Regions from separate parts of the Sus scrofa genome. Here region 2 is linked to region 1. The links are chromatin contacts, called in public Hi-C maps. All regions are on one chromosome and are shown on one strand. Each heading gives the region's core, a stretch centred on a gene start, on an enhancer-like site or on the middle of the called end of the contact. The rest is flanking DNA. Distances are from core to core; before and after follow the strand shown. Region 1 holds the start of AXIN1 (axin-1). Region 2 holds the start of MPG (DNA-3-methyladenine glycosylase).

Region 1 (5,031 bases), core at 2,388-4,887:
CCAGCAGGTCAGCGCAGTGCTCCTGCCTCAGGAAAGTCCGAAACAGGTTTATCCCGTCCTGATCGTCGAGCAGGGAGTGCAGCGACTCGGCCCACTTCAAGTACGGCGGGGTGGGCGAAGCGCTGCCCTCGGGCTCGTACCCCAGGTCCAGGTCCGAGCGCCTCGGCGTGGCTGTCGAAGTCTCCCCTTTAATCCCGGCACCTTTCCCAGAGCAGAAGCTGTGGCTGACGGGCCTGGGGTCTGTGGACACCAGCTCCCCCTCCTCACCAGGCACTGGGGGCCGGGGGGCATCTTCGGTGAAACTTGCGCCGAGGTCCAAGGGGAAGCCCTGCTCCTGGGTATTCATTTTGGGGCGCTGTGCGTCAAGGCGCAACGCGCGCTGCACCCTAATACATCAGTACTTACGGCTCCCAGGGAATCACTCTGGCCTGTTGAAACCATCAAGAGGACAAGGATTAGGAACAGTGGGGCCATGGAGACACGACCACAGAGGTTTTCTCAGACAAGCCTCGCAACGACGCCCTCCCGCTCAAAGCCAGAGACTCGGCTTAAATTCTCACTCTGTTTTTTTTCCAGAGGCCACACCCACAGCCTGTGGAAGGTCCCGGGCCAGGCATTGACCCCGCGCCCCCAGCTATGACCTGCGCCCCAGCTGCAGCCACACGAGACACTGAACCCACTGCACAGGGCCGGGGAGCGACCTCGCACCACCGCAGAGACAGCCCGGATCCTTAACGTGCTGCGCCACAGCGGGAACTCCCAAATTTTCAATCTTTGTCACCGGTCTTGTACCACGTGAAAACAATGTCTGGAAAGCTTTACAGCTCTAGGCACGCCTCTGGCGCTAAGGGATCAATGTCCCATGCCACTAGCTACAAGCGTCATCCTGCGAGAACAAAGAGGGACGGAAATAAAGCCCTGCCAGCATACAAACAGCAGGCGTGGATCTCCCCGCCACCCCGCCACCTGCCCCCATGCCTGCATGCGCACATTGCACACACTTTGAGGGCCGGCAGCTGTGGGGGGCTAGAGGAAGCACCCAGAGGTGGAGGATGGGTCACGGTTATGGACGGCTCTGCAGCTCATGACTTTCTATGAAAACCACTGGCAGGCTGAAGGGCTCAGGCTCAGCAGGAACAGCCTGCTTCTTAAGGTCAAAGCCCATGGGCTATGACACCCTGCTGCTCACGGACCACTGAAACTGCCAAGGTGCTTTTTGTCTGAGTGCCATCAACACGAACTGAGCACCTTTGGTGTCCCAGCTCCACAGCTGCTCGCGGCCATCCAGGGTTCTCCCGTCAAGGACACCAGCTCAGGAAAGAGGACCCACCCCTGGTCCCTGAGCCTCACCCTTGCAGGGATCCGCCAGCCTTGAGAAAAACACATCACTGTGTCTGACTGGGAGGCTAATTCCGAGTCACCGTCACTTTCTCTTAAAGTGCCCCTTTCTGCCACAGGAGTGGTCTGTGGCAGCCCGAGTTAAACATTTTCTGCAGGACTCACAGCATCTAACACAAGGTCCTGCAAGTAATGGGCACCAATAAATACTTACTTCATCGCCATTAAGGAAAACACCACCTACAGACGCTGAATGTTGGCTCTTCGCAGGCACTGAAGGACTGTGCTACAGAAAGAGCAGCCAGTGAAAGACTTAGTCCTCTGTCATGAAAATGCACTGCTTTAACGGACTAACTTTTACTTCGTGTGTGAACAAGCCCCCCATGTCACTTAAACTAGTTTTTCCTAGCCTAGAAGGAACATCTTAAAATCCATACCTATGTTCCGCTGTCAACGGACAGGAGAACTTCGGGGCCTTGGAAGCACGAGAACCTCGCTCCCAGTTCCTGCTGGTGCTGAAACACGAGCCCATTCCCGAAATGTCTGGGTTCCCACGGACAACTGCAGCGCACGTCGGGTGTGTGTACCACCCGTGAGGCATTTACATCCATTGAGGTCAGAGTCCAGTCCCCACCGACACTGACTCTGGCCCACGGTCTGTAGCCACCATCAATAAAGGGAAGCCACAAAGGGAATCGGAAACCCTGACACCTCACCGAAACGCTCCTTCGGTCCCTGCCAGGCATGCCTGGGCACCACGGCAGCTGCCTCGGTGCTATAGGTGTGTACGTACGCATTCATTTCACTCAAATATACCATCTGAATTGTTTTTTCTTTTTTCAGCCACACCCACGGCACACAGACATTACCAGCCACGGATGGAACCCGTGCAGCATCTGTGACCCATGCCAGAGCTTCGCCAACGCCCACTCCTTCACGCACTGCAACGAGCCTGGGATTGAACCAGCAGCGCCAGAGACAAGCCAGATCATTAACCCGCTGAGCCGCAGCAGGAGCTTCTTAGGTTCGAGGCGCGCAGAAACAGCAGTGCGACTCTGACACGTTCCCGTCGGCCCATTAATTAAACTCTTGAAAGGCCGGGCCCGCCGTTTCACATGTCATCCCGCCAACCAGCTAAATCCTCAATGACCTGTGTAACCCGAAAAGCTTTTCTGAAACTAGAAATCCAAGAAACTTCAACACCTGCTGAAAACCCAACAGAAACAATGCATTTGGCATACGCCTTCCCGTCCTCATCCTGGAATAGCAGCTCCTAAAATTGAACTCAGATACCGACCGCTATCTTAGGGGGCCAGGCTGAGCCTGCGTGTGTTCTCCAAAACAGGGCTCGGTCCCAGAACGCCTGAAATTCTTCCTGAGGAAGCAGAGAACACAAGGACGACAAAAAGGAGGGGCGGAGAGGCACAATAACTCTTTATCGGTTATCTAGAGACGGGCTGAGAAAAAAACACCCCCGAGGATTGGTGTATTTATTCTTCTCTGCTGTCCTGGATGCTAAGCTCTAAGTTTCACAGCTCTGGTTTCAAGAGGGATGGAATTCCAAAACGCAGGGTTGACGGAGAGTCTAAGATGTTCACCCAACAGAGAGTTTGGGGGGCAAGGCAGCCGCGGAAAGAGTAAAGCCACTCACGCGGGCCAAACCACAGCCTAGACCCAGCCTCTGGCACCGCTGCCTCAGAGGGAGCGCCCTCTTTGGGTCTCAGCCTCACTCACCTCTACTTTTTGTTAGAAGAGGGGAGGGACACTGCACCCAGGGTCCTGCTTCTGTCCGGGGTCCCTCTGCATCCCGCCCACACCCCACCCCATGCCCCAGGCCCAGGGACCACTGCACGCACCTGGCACCACCCCATCAAACAGCAGCTGCAGACCCCAGCCTCTTAGAGCAGGACCCCGCAGCCCTTCTCAGAACTGAGTCTTGCTCGCCCCCGACTAGAGCAAGTGGCTGCCCCTTCTGAACTAAATCCCAAACGCTGGCCCACCCGGAGACGCCAGTGTCAACGGCCCTCGCCTCCTCCATCACTCGCCAGCATCCCTTTTTGGACACACCTGCCCTCCTCAGAGCGGACCCACACCCCTTCCTCACACACTCAAACCCGCACACCCTCGGGGCCCGCACAGCCTCAGAGCCCCTCTTCCGGGTCCCGCGCCAGGCCCGGCCTGCGCGGCCTACAATGGGCGCCGCACAGGCCCGCGCCCCTCAGGAATGCGCGCCCGGCCGCACTACTCACCCGCGCGGCGGCGGCGGCGGCGGCGGCGAAGGCGAAGGCGGCGGCGGCGGCGGGGCCCCGGGCCCGGCTCCCGGAGCGGCACGGCGCGGTACGGCCCATGCGCTCAGCGGCGGCGCGGCCGGCGGGACGGGGCGGAGGCGCGGCCCCGGGCGGCCCCCATCGCGGCGGCGGCGGCGCGTCGGCCCGGAGGCGGGCGCGGGGCAGGCCGCAGGGGCGCCGCCGAGGCCGCTCGCCAACTCCCACCGGCCTGCTCCGCGGGGTCGCGGCTCCGGCCCGACTCTGGCCGGTGTAGCGGCGGTGGTGCCCGCGGTGGAGGCGGCTGCGGCGGCGGCGGGGGCGACCGCGATCCCTTCCCCAAGCCGGGAGCCCGAGCCCAGAGCGCCGAAGCCCAGGCCGGAGCGCCCCCGCCGGCGCCGCCCGGAAGTGCGGGGGCGGGGCCCGGGGCGCGGGGCGGGCCAAGAGCGCGGGGGCGGGCTGGGAGCGAGGGCGGGGCCTAGGGTCTGCGTCGGGAACGCAAAGCCCAGCCCTTGCGCCGTGACAGGGCGAAGAACGCGTGGGACGGAGCCTCTGATAAAGGCGACGCCCGGGCGTGTGGGCGCGGCCGAGGACGTGGGGCGGGGCCAAGAGAGTGGGAGCCGGGCCGAGAGCGCGAGACCGAGCCGGAGCGCAGGGAAGGCAAGACCGTAGCGGGTCAGGCTTCGAACGTGGGGGCGGAGCCTCGAAAGCTGAGGCGGGGCCAAAGGCGTCTAGGCGGACCGGAGGCGTGACGCAGAGCCCGAGCAAGTGGGCGGGCTCTAATGTGTCGGTGGGGGCGGGGCCTTGGTGGGGGCGGGGTCAGGGCTGCGTCGAGGGTGACTCGTGAAGGTGCGCCGGAAACTGCGCTGGACTCCTGGGGAAGTGGCTCGGGTACCGAGCGTAGGGACGAACGGGCCCCCTCAGTCGGCCCCGCAGGCGCACGCCGGGTCGCGGCCCTTTCTAGCCGCCCACATGGTGTCCACTGGCCCAGGGCTCCAGAGGTCGGCGCCCACAGGCCCCCGTAGCTCCCTGAATGGGAAGACCCTGGCAGGAGGACTGCCACTAGTCTGGCCAGGGCACAGAAAGAAGCAAGTGCCCAGGAGTTGGGCAGTTGGACGGCACAGCCAGGGTGACCGAGTGCTAAGCCTTTGGTGATATCCAGCGTCTTTCTCCCCCTTCTCCAGGCAGGCTGCCCCCGAGCCAGCCAGGACCCTACCAAGGTGGGCTTGGACTCTGCTCTTCCTAAGTCCGCAGGCAGGTGGGACCCAGCCTGGGCCAGTAGGCATCCAAGAAATACAGGTTGTCACTTGGGGAGGAGCCCCAACTTCCAAAGAGCTGTGGGCGGGACTGGCTGAGGCCTCACCCCAGCTGGCCCATCCTTCCTGGATTTCTCCCAGGTGCCATCCAGGGTCTAGACAGAGGCTCCACT
Region 2 (4,575 bases), core at 209-2,708, 200 kb before region 1:
GCGTGCACCCATCGTGAAATCAAAATGCAAGTGAATGCAAAACAGCATCCCCCCCACCCCGCCCTGGCCGGGCCGGCCCGGCCCGGCCCCCACCAGGGGGACTAGGCCAGATTAGCCTCAGTTTCCCTCCGGGGGGCAGGCAGGAGAGGGGGAACGGGGGGAGTGAGCACAGGAAGGCAGGAAAGGGGACTCATTGTTTGGGCAGAATGGCTGCAGGGGGTAAGGAGGAAAGAAAGGGGTGGGAATGACATCCAGGCTGCCTCCCAAGGGGTATTTATGACACAGTGCCCTCCCCCGGAAGGAAGCGGCACAAAGTGCCACAAACAGCTGGGTGGCTTCCAGCAGGCGGCTGAAAGGCTGCTGCCCCTCCCGCCACAGGAAGTCCTGGTTGGGGCCCTGGGGGAAGGGGGAGTACAGCTGGGCCTGGGCCTGGGCTGGAGTGGGTCCCAGGGCCGGTCAGAGGAAGAAGAGGACGAGGGGGAGGGGAGGAGCTCTGGGGATCAGGGTTTTCCCAGCTGGATGTGCCCCAAGACGGTGCCCCAAGACCGGGGGCCACCCTCACGTGCGGGCCTCAGTCTGGTGGGGTCACAGTCACGTGGCCCATCCAGCATCTCACCTGACACCATCTTTACCCAGCAGCTCCTTATGGCCCCCAGGGGTCCCCCTCAAAGGGCCAAGGTGACACAAGTCAAAGACAGCATGGGGACATGCTCCTTAAGGGTTTTCCACTCAGGAGAGGGGTGTTCCCTGTACTGCCCCAGAGGACAGTGGCATACCTCATACTGTCTCCTGCCACTGCCCTGCAAGAGGGGTGCTCACGGGTCCCCACAGTCCTGGTGCTGGCCTCAGCCTCTTCCGGAGGCTGGCTTCACTCCAGCAGGATGCTGACTCCTCTCAGCATCCTTCGTAGGGGAGTGGTGGGGGCCCCACGGCAGAGACAGGCGTCCTGGAATCAACCAGTAAGTGATGACCAGGCCGGGGCGGAGGGGCATGCTTCCAGATGTCCACTTCCTGGACAAAGTCTCTCTAGTCCACTCCAACGTGTCCTCGCCACCCAAATGCCCCCCAGGCGCGCAGCGGTCCAGGAAGGCTGGTCCAAGGGCCAGGGCCGGGGTGCCACTTCCCCACGTGCACTCCACGCGCGCGTCTCCGAACAGTCGGGGCCGCCCCAAACCATTACCCCTCCAGCGGGGGCCCTCTAGGGCCCAATTACGGTTCACGACGGACCGGGGCTCTCAGTCTGAGGGCCAGCTGGCGCTGGAGAGCGGTCTGCGGCTGGGGGCGTCGGGGGAGCAAGTGGGGCGGGGCCGCGTCACTGGCGGGGCGCGGGGCGCGGGGCGGGGGGCTCGCCTCGACCCCAGCTGCCGGCTCCCCTCCGCACCCCGCCCCGCAAGGGCCCGCCCCCCCCGGCGGGAGGCGGGGCGCCGGGAGCCCGCTCGGCCCCGCCCCGGATCCCGCCCCTCCGCGCAGGCGCCGGCTCCACCCCCCGGCTGCCCGGCGCTTCCGGGTCCGCTCCAGGGTGGGCTGCGCGCCGAGAGCCGCGATGGGGCCTCCGGGTTCCCGCGCGCCGCTGGGCCAGGTGAGTGCGCGCCCAGGGAACGCGCTCCTCCCTCGGCGCCCGGCCAAGGGCCAGGGTTCGGGCGCGACTGTCCCCCGGGGTCGCACCCCCACGCGCTGTGAGCCCCGGGCCGGCGAGGGACCAGTAACGTGCGCGCCGGCCGCCCCTCGGGGTTTGCAGTTCCCAGACGGGCGCCTGCCGGCGGGGGTCGCGCCGGCTCCGCTGTTCTGTTGGCCAGAAGCAAAGTCGAGGCCAGGCGCCAGGTCGCCCCTGCGATTTGGGAGGAGAGCCTGGCACCGGTTTCCTGGTGTAATTGCCGGACACTCGGAGGCTCAGGTGCTTCAGCCCGCCCGCCACGGAAATGACGCGGCACTGACCCGAGGAGCCACTTCGCCACTCCTCACTTCACTGCCCTTCTCGGGCGGATGCATGCTGTCCGCTTCTACGAACCCCCACTTGCTCAGGTTTGATGGAGTCCTGGCGGGTCCCTCTGACGCCCCCACCTAGACGGCTGTTTGCTGCCCTTCACTGGCTGGGCCCAGCCGGGCAGGAGACCTTTGACCCCAGGTTCTGCCCAGAGGCATCCCGGGTGGGAAGGTGAGTCTTGGTACCATTCAGTGAGTGCTGGCTGTACCCGGCCAGGCGCTTACCTGGCTTCTCCTTCTCAGAACCATCTTGTGCAGCAGGACGTTGGTTCTCCTGCAGGTGAAACACATGCACAGAGACCTTAGGTCCCTTTCTGGGGCAGCTATTGCTCTTGGCGCAATGGCAGGGTCACCCCACTGCTTGCTCTGAGGCAGGTTCAAATCCTCGGTGTGCAGTGGGGCGCAGAGGCCTCTCTGAACCTCAGACCCTGGGCAGCGCTGTGAGTCCCCCACCGCCCAGGGTGGGTCATGGCAGAGATCCAGAGCAAGCCCAGTGCCTCGACACAGGCTGGGGCCAAACCTGGGGTAGGAACAGGGGCCACAACGTCCCGGAGTCTGAGCCCATGGTGGGTGTTGGCAGATGGGCTGGGCAGCAAACATGGTCACGGCATTCTCCGTTCTCAGCAGCCTGGCGGGCTCTGGGCAACAAAGGCTCTCAGTACTTATATTAAAAATAATCAGGGTGTTCCTGTCGTGGCTCAGCAGTTAACGAACCCGACTAGTATCCATGAGGAAGCAAGTTTGATCCCCGGCCCCCCTCATCGGGTTAACGATCCGGCATTGCTGTGAGCTGTGATGTAGGTCGGCAGCTTCAGCTCCAATTTGACCCCTCTCCTGGGAACCTCCATGCACTGCAGGTGCGGCCATAAAAAGACAAAATGCTACTCCTACTACTAAGAATGGGTCTGAAGTTCCCACTGTGGTGCAGTGGGTTAATGATCCAGCTTGTCCCCGTGGCAGCGCCAGTTCGATCCCAGCCTGGTGTAGTGGGTTAAAGGATCCGGCGTTGTGTTGCATTGCAGCAACTTCAGCTCAGATGCCCTCCCTGGCCCGGAAACTTCCACATGCTGTGGGTGTGGCCACAAAACCTAAAGGACAGTCAGCTGCTAGGGATGCGCTGGATTCAGCCCCCGGGGAGGGTGTTTGCAGGCCCCAGTGCTCACCTGCTCTTGTCATCCGAGAGCAGCTGGTCCCAGCGTGGCTGGGGTGTGTGGTCAGGTTCCCGGGCCCTTTGGCAGCAGGTGGGAAGCAGATGGGGTGCTGGTGTCTGCAGACCTCGGCGTTCCTCGGACCTCACTGTCCTTAGACTGACATCTGGGTCATGAGGCAGAGGACAGTTGGGGCGTCATTGGGGGTCGTGCCCTGGGCACGTGGGCTGGGGTCAAGTAGACAGTCTGCCTGGTGCTCACGTGCATGTCAGTCCTGGGCCGTTCTAGGAGGGTCTGGCACAGTGGGAGCCCTGCTAACACGGGGGAGGGGTGTGGATGACTCAAGACCCACAGCCTGTTCCTGAACCCAGCCCCACCGAGGTCACGGCTGTTTGACGAGTCCTGGCCGGTGTCAGGTGCAAAGGGCAGGGTTCCGAAGTTCCCATAGGGAACACATGTGGGTGGCGATCGGAGGGTACCAACCCTCCCGTCCCAGGCTTGGTGCCACTGTCTCCTCCTCAGTCCCTGCAGCTGTTTGCAAACTGGGCCGTGTCACTCCTGCTTGTGGGTGACACATGGAGAAGAGGGGCCACCTTGTCACTGCCACCACCAGCCTGCCTTCACATGCAGTCATTTCCCAAGTGCCCCTGGGTCCCAGCAAGGGCCGCGAAGGTCGGGGAGGGCCCCTTCCCAGCTGAGGGGGCAGCCAGGCACTTGCGTCCTTGAGCTCCGGAGGTCATTGTTTGTCCTTCCCCACGACAGCTTTCCCGAAGGATGGGGCAGAAAAAGCAGCGACTGTTGACGGCAAAGCGGCATCAGGCCCCACCCGATGGGGCCCAAATATCTTCCTCCAAGGAGCCCCGAATGGCGCCGCCCATGACCCCAGGCCCCCAGCGCAGCATCTATTTCTCAAGCCTAAAGGGCCACCCTGCTCGCCTGGGATCCGAGTTTTTTGACCAGCCCGCAGTCCCCCTGGCCCGGGCATTTCTGGGACAGGTAACGTAAATGTAGCAGTGTGCCTTCTGCCGAAGCGGTCATCACCGGGTGGCGTCTATAGGCCCCAGCCCTGGCACTGCTGGGCTCACGTCCCTGAGCAGGACCCACCTGTCCTTGTGCAGTCGGCCACTCTGGCCGCACTTGTCCCTGCAGAGCCTCAGCTCAGTCACCTGGGGAGGGCCTGGGTCCAGGACCCACTGGGAAGAATGCTCATTGCTAGAGGTGCCTGCCTGCTCTGTTCCACCTGGCACGGGAGCTTGGCCCTGGCCCGCCTGGGGTGGCCCGCAGGGCAGGCGTCTCATGGGGACCACAGTCTGACTGTGAGGGGCTGCTTTTGCCCGCCTTGTGCCCTGACACAGGGCCCCTACTGGAGCTGCCCAGCATCAGGACGGTCGAGACCGCCTCCTCCCCACAGCAGCTGGCAGTGCCAGGGCTAGCTCCCCAGCAT

What was found. Hi-C and Micro-C count contacts between places; a contact is called where the count stands out from the background.
Region 2: a Hi-C map of heart right ventricle shows a contact between it and region 1, with 5 times the contacts expected there. The contact joins the promoter of MPG here to the promoter of AXIN1 in region 1. A contact is called at or near these places in 2 of 47 Hi-C or Micro-C datasets (fetal heart ventricle and heart right ventricle).

What each region holds. Positions count from the first base shown.
Region 1 is chr3:41,343,514-41,348,544 of Sscrofa11.1, reverse strand. It overlaps AXIN1 (axin-1), which reads right to left and starts at 3,637. Exons shown (of 11, transcript XR_002342476.1): 1 at 3,588-3,637; 2 at 1-428.
Region 2 is chr3:41,545,222-41,549,796 of Sscrofa11.1, reverse strand. It overlaps MPG (DNA-3-methyladenine glycosylase), which reads left to right and starts at 1,458. Exons shown (of 5, transcript XM_013987736.2): 1 at 1,458-1,579; 2 at 3,894-4,127. The coding sequence starts at 1,544. RHBDF1 (inactive rhomboid protein 1) reads right to left here and starts at 1,357. Exons shown (of 17, transcript XM_021086953.1): 1 at 777-1,357.